2 separate regions of the Mus musculus genome follow, and region 2 is linked to region 1. The links are chromatin contacts, called in public Hi-C maps. All regions are on one chromosome and are shown on one strand. The core of a region is the stretch at or near the end of the contact, and the rest is flanking DNA. Distances in the headings are between cores, read along the strand shown.

Region 1 (3,243 bases), core at 228-2,727:
GTATGTCTTCATTATTGTACTTCGGAGTCTTACTCCACAGCCACACTCTGGGAGACTTTGTCTTTTTGAAGAAACTCAAAGTGCACATAGTAACTGATTAAATAAGTACGTGTCATAAAATATTTAAGAAACTATCAGGCAAACTAAAGTTAAGTTGGCCACAAATCTCATGTGGCTGCATGGAAAGGCAGAGATAATATGAAGGAGGATTATTTTGTGATTTGCAAAGTAGTGAGCTAACGTTACCCTGAGTGAAATGATTGTACAGATTACAATGGGCACAGTCAAGATGGATCGTGGGCCCTGTGAGTGAAGGAACTCAAGGGCCTGGCTATGGTTTGGGTTTTCCTTTTATTTGGTTCAGAAGGAGGAGGAGTTTGGTAGTATGGGGCATGGTTTCTATGGTTTTCTGTTTTGGTTGATAGGTGATGCAATCGTTTTTCTACTGCGCAACTTTCTTCCCATAATATATCTGATTTTAATCCTAAGCATGCCTAGTTTTATACATAGGCATTGGATGGTAGATAAGGGATTGTCCCTAAAAATTCACTTGAAAGACGGGTCGCTTTGTTGAGTGGGCTCCCCAAAACAATTTAGACCCAAACCAATAGGGTCAGCCTTCCTGTTCTCCCTACCCAGACACATTGGGAACACATTAGAATAGGAACAATCTAGATTTGATTGTTAAGGCTGGAAATATGTATATCATTACTTAGAAAATGGTGTGTGTGTGTGTGCGCGTGTGTGTCTCAATGCAGGTGGAGATCAGCGGTTGCTAGGTGCATTGTTTAGAGAGTGGCATGTGAGCATAGCACCTGCAATAAAATAATGAGGTTGCCAAGTGAGTTTTTAAAAAGGTGTGAGTGTATGTGTTTGTGTATGTGTGTGTGTGTGTATATATATGTGTGTATATGTATGTGTTTGTGTATGTGAGTGTGCATGTATGTGTGTATGTGGGGTGTGTGTGTGTGTGTGTGTGTGTGTGTGTGTGTGTAAAACCAAGCAAAGTGCAGCAATGCTTGAGTGATCCAGTCCTCCATCTTCTCCAAACCTCACTGTGAACAGGCTTTTAAATGTCATCCATTCTACTGGGCGTCGTCTCTAAAAGCTGGTCATGCCAACGCTCTGACAGTCTTCGGAAAGCCTCTCCACACAGGTGTGGGGACCCCACCCTGCCTGTGGCAGAACAGAGTGCAGGAGAGAGGCAGCAGAGACAACTCAATACAGGCTTATCGAAGAGCTGGGGCTAGGAATGGGCGCGCAGATTTATGTTCGAGCCCAGCTCAAAGTAAGGCCACCCCAGATCTCAGCTGTGTCATCCTGAGGTTCATGATTTCCTCAGACCACAGTGTGGGCAGTTAGGTGTGGCTCTACAGAACAGAACATTTCTTTTGACTTTACCAAAGCACAAAACCACACTCTGAGTAATTCCACGTGTTGGGCTTGGATAAAGACAAGCTGGGACATCCCACGGTTTTAGTGAAGCTGTAAATGTGTCACACTGCTCTCTGCCAACAGAGAACAGGAGACAAGCAAGCAGGCAGGCTAGAGAGGCCAGTGAGAGTCAGGAAGGCCATGTGTCCCTGTGCCCCCCCAGGATGTGTGGTTTTAGCACTAACCACTCTATGTCAGTGAGTTAAAAAAAAAACAAGGTCTGCTTGAGTAGAAGCTGGAGAAAGGGTGAAGTGACCAGAGCTCAAAGCCTTGAGTAGAAGAGAGATGTCGCATAATCACTAGCTGCTACAGAAGTGTTTTTCATGTCTCCTCAAAGACCATAAGTTATAGCTGCACAGTAAGAAATTTGGGTGTGTGAAGATAAGCTGCAAACAAAGAGATGTTCTTTAGGGGAGTGTTCCAGAAGTACTACTAACACAAACACAATCAGTGAAAGCAGGAACAAGGCTGGAAGGAGCACAGGATTCCTTCCCTGCCCAGCAGTCTCCACCCAGAGGCCACTGGTTCTTCCTGCCCTTTTGATGACACTGTGGGTTAAGCTGTCTCCACCTCCACATGCTGAAGTTCTAAACCCACCCAGTTTTGGTCAGGACCTTATTTGGAAAGAGAGGTTTTGCGGATGTAATCAAGTTGTGATCGTGCCATGCTACTTTAGGGTATACTCAGTGACAGTGGTCCTTAAAGAGAAATTTGAAGATTGGCATGCTAGTATATGCCAGTAATCCCCACATGAGAAAGGGCTGAGGCCACCCTGGACTGTAGAAACAACAAAAACAAGCTGGGAGCAAATCACAGAGGAGGGGACCAGAAGGAAGAGGAGGGGTGGGGAGGGGTGGATTTGGACACAGAGACACATGTTAGGGAGGAAGACTATCTTAGTTATTTCCTATTGGCGTGAAGAGACTCCACAATCGAGGCAACTCTTATTAAAGAAAGCATTTAACTCGGGCCTTGCTTGCAGCTTTAGAGGATTAGCCTGTGGTCATGGTGGGAGCAGGTAGACACGGCACTGGAGCAGTAGCTGAGAGCTTTATATACCGACCCACAGGCAGCAGGCAGAAAGAGTAGGCAAAGCCCACCCCCCAGACACACCTCCTCCAACAAGGCCATGCCTCCTAATCTTTCCAAAACAGTTCATCCCTGGGCACTACGCATGCTAACCTATGAGCCTATGGGGCCCAATCTTATCCAGATCTCCACAAAGATGAGATATGAAGTTAAAGATGGAAATTGATGGCTTCTAAAGGCAGGGATTACTCAATACTATTGGCGACCACAAGAGTCTAGGACTGAGGCATGGAGCAGATTCTCTCCCAGAGTGTCCTCGAGTAAGCCAACCCTGCCCGGTACCTGGATTCCAGCCCCACCCCCACCAGAACTGGAGAGAAGACAGCTCTGCTATTTTAAGCAGCCCAGATTATGGCTATTGGCTCTGAGAGTCTGCGGGAATGAACGCAAGGGCTTCCACACACATGACTGATCACTTACTTAACGAAGATGAATTGAGAAAGCTCAGTATTCTATCCTCATTATGAGAGAATCCAAGCAGAGTGACAAACAGAGGAGGTGTTATAGCTGAGATGTGACATGTGCCCTCCAAGCCTGGGTTTGAACATCAGGTCTCTGGCTTGTGCATTAAGGCCTTGAGGATGTGGGACCTGAGGGATGGAGGTAGGCTCTAGGATTGATGGTTACACCCACCCCTTCCACTCATGGTTCCTGTGATGGTTTGTGTATCCTTGGATCAGGGAGTGGCACCATCTGGAGGTGTGGCCTTGTTGGAATAGG
Region 2 (3,243 bases), core at 286-2,785, 150 kb before region 1:
GGATGGATATTTCCAGAAATTTCTACTCTCAAACCCATGCTGAAACCATTCCTATACTTCTGTCCAGGTCTTGCCACCCAATCAATGCAAGCACCTAACCAGGCCAGTGACAAGACTGACTGAGTCATTATCACAGCAGCCAAAAACAACTCTGAGAAGGCTCTGCTGTGCTGGTTCACTCTCCCTGGAGGTGTTTGAGGGCCAGTGCTGGCTTCAAACTGAGCAGTCTAAGCTTCTGGACCCCGGAGAGGTGGTTAAGTAGTTTAAAGTGCCTGCTGTCCTTCCAGAGGACTGAGTTCGACTCCCAGCACCTATGCTGGGGGGCTCCCAAGCACCTTTAACTCTAACTTCAGGACCACACTTTCTTTAACCTAAAAAGACATTCTCACAGACAGACAGACAGACAGGCAGGCAGGCAGGCAGGCAGGCAGGCACGCACACACACACACACACACACACACACACACACACACACACACACACTTTAGAAAAATCTAAGCTTATAAAACCATCCAAGGCCTCTCTGGTGGGTCGAATGAGTTTTATAACCAAAAGCTGCTTAGCCCACCCCAAGTCCATGGAGTTAACAATCTAGTTAATTAGCATGCACGAGCAGGGGCATGTTTCCTCTTAGCCACATCTGTTCCCTCAGCATCTGTCTCATATACTTTGTCACGAGGTATTTTTGGATTATTTGCAGTTTTCATGAGAGTCAAAGGAACCACACATGGGTAACAAAGACCCAAGGTCCCCAAGGGGAACATTCATAAAGGGGAGGGGCAACTGTGTCCCTTTAGCTCCATGTCCACTGCCTATGTCAGCAGTCTTAGCTTCCTGAAGCCATTCATCTGACACTTATTTCTCTCAGGCAAGTCCAGGGGTCCCAAGCCTCCGCTTCTCTCCTTCAAGCCTACTGGCTAAAAAAAACGGATCCTTTATGAAAACAATGTTTACGGATAAGGTCACACAGTACCTGATAAGGTAAAGGCCAAAGTTCAATCTTAAATCTAACCAATGACACCTGTCTAAAAAGCTAATTTTCCTTGATTACAAAGGAGTTGATTTGCAGTGAAAAGGGCTTCTTGAGCTGATAAAGAATCGCAGGTTCAAATGTGGTGCCCCAGGATTCCCTGTCCTCGCTGCAGGAGAGCCTGTGTGCCTCCTCCTGCCACTGTCCCTGCCCTGCCTGGGTAAACAGGACAGGGAGAGAGGAGAGGGACGAAGGCCTGGCTCCTACCTGGTCCTCTGATGTCACTTTTTCAGTAACTCCTCATCATAAACCAAGTAACAGGGCTCAAAAACATCTCTGGCTTTTTTTGTTTCCTGCCAAATACACAGGATGGATTCTCACACACTAGCACCTTGCCCTTTCTTGTTGTGGTAAATACTTAATATTAATTTGGGGGTTTCTACCCCACCTTGCACCTTGGATCATTCAGTTCTCTGATAAAAGACACACAAACTTTTATATTTATAACAAGCCTTAGTCACATGGGTAGATATCAACCCTCTATGGCTTTCAGTATCTACTTCCCCTATCACTAACCCCGAGGATAGGACTTGCTGTGCTCCTGCTGAGACACACCTACTCTGACTGGGCAGCCCTCATGGCTAGTTCTTTTTTTTTTTTTTTTTTTTTTTTTGTTCATAGCAGTTTTATGCATAATAGCCAGAAACTGGAAACAACCCAGATGTCCATCAACTGAGAACGGATAAAGAAAATGTAGTTCATTTACACAATGGAATACTACTCACCTATTAAAAACAAGGACATCATGAACTTTGTAGGCAGATGGATGGAACTAGAGAATATCCTGAGTGAGGTAACACAGACCGAAAAGGACATGTATGGTATGTACTCACTTATAAGTAGATATTAAACATAAAGTGCAGGATATCTACACTACAATCCGCATACCTAATTTTCTTATGTGAAAATATTTCTCTGGGTGATAAAGATTTAGTGCTCACTAACGGAATGTATATTAGTCTTAAGTCCTGAAACATGTGCTGTTGTTGACATGTATCTGTACTCTAGCCTGTCTTTTTTTTTAATTAGGTATTTATTTCATTTACATTTCCAATGCTATACCAAAAGTCCCCCACACCCTCCCACACCCACTCCCCCACCCACCCACTCCCACCTCTTGGCCCTGGCATTCCCCTGTACTGAGGCATAGAAGGTCTACACGACTAATGGGCCTCTTCTTCCATTGATGGCTGACCAGGCCATCTTCTGATACATATGCACCTAGAGACACGAGCTCTGGGGGAGTACTGGTTAGTTCATATTATTGTTCCACCTATAGGGTTGCAGATCCCCCCAGCTCCTTGGTTACTTCCTCCAGCTCCTCCATTGGGGGCCCTGTGACCCATCCAAAAGCTGACTGTGAGCATCCACTTCTGTGTTTGCTAGGCCCCGGCATAGCCTCACAAGAGACAGCTATATCTGGGTCCTTTCAGAAAATCTTGCTAGTGTATGAAATGGTGTCAGCGTTTAGAGGCTGATTATGGGATGGATCCCCGGGTATGGCATTCTCTACATGGTCCATCCTTTCGTCTCAGCTCCAAACTCTGTCTCTGTAGCTCCTTCCATGGGTGCTTTGCTCCCAATTCCAAGAAGGGGCAAAGCCACTTGATCTTTGGCAAGGGAGCTAAAACCATCCAGTGGAAGAAAGACAGCATTTTCAACAAATGGTGCTGGCACAACTGGCGGTTATCATGCAGAAGAATGCGAATTGATCCATTCCTACCTCCTTGTACTAAGGTCAAATCTAAGTGGATTAAGGAACTCCACATAAAACCAGAGACACTGAAACTTATAGAGGAGAAAGTGGGGAAAAGCCTCAAAGATATGGGCACAGGGGAAAAATTCCTGAATAGAACATCAATGGCTTGTGCTGTAAGATCAAGAATCCACAAATGGGACCTCATAAAATTGCAAAGCTTCTGTAAGGCAAAAGACACCGTCAATAAGACAAAAAGGCCACCAACAGATTGGGAAAGGATCTTTACCTATCCTAAATCAGATAGGGGACTAATATCCAATATACAAAGAACTCAAGAAGGTGGACTCCAGAATATCAAATATCCCCATTAAAAAATGGGCCTCAGAGCTAAACAAAGAATTCTCACCTGAGGAATACCGAATGGCTGAGAAGCACCTGAAAAAATGTTCAGCATCCTTAATCATCAGGGAAATGCAAATCAAAACAACCTTGAGATTCCACCTCACACCACTCA

Evidence for each region. Hi-C and Micro-C count contacts between places; a contact is called where the count stands out from the background.
Region 2: a Hi-C map of bone marrow-derived macrophages shows a contact between it and region 1, with 34 read pairs. The contact joins two enhancer-like sites. A contact is called at or near these places in 1 of 15 datasets of contacts at CTCF or cohesin (large pre-B cells), 15 of 484 Hi-C or Micro-C datasets (the AML12 cell line, B cells, the BV-2 cell line and 11 more) and 5 of 115 datasets of contacts at active chromatin or transcription factors (effector CD8 T cells, large pre-B cells, memory CD8 T cells and 2 more).

Annotation. Positions count from the first base shown.
Region 1 is chr14:74,995,289-74,998,531 of GRCm38.p6, forward strand. No RefSeq gene overlaps it. Among named protein-coding and RNA genes, the nearest start is that of Rubcnl, 19 kb to the right of the region's middle. Within about 2 kb of position 1,478, at least 75 of the 459 cell types and tissues checked have an H3K27ac peak or open chromatin away from gene starts, as enhancers often do. A contact at or near this core is called in CD8 T cells and bone marrow-derived macrophages, where this site is marked.
Region 2 is chr14:74,840,341-74,843,583 of GRCm38.p6, forward strand. All of the region lies in intron 2 of Lrch1 (leucine-rich repeats and calponin homology (CH) domain containing 1), which reads right to left. Among named protein-coding and RNA genes, the nearest start is that of Gm52135, 23 kb to the left of the region's middle. Within about 2 kb of position 1,536, at least 88 of the 459 cell types and tissues checked have an H3K27ac peak or open chromatin away from gene starts, as enhancers often do. A contact at or near this core is called in CD8 T cells and bone marrow-derived macrophages, where this site is marked.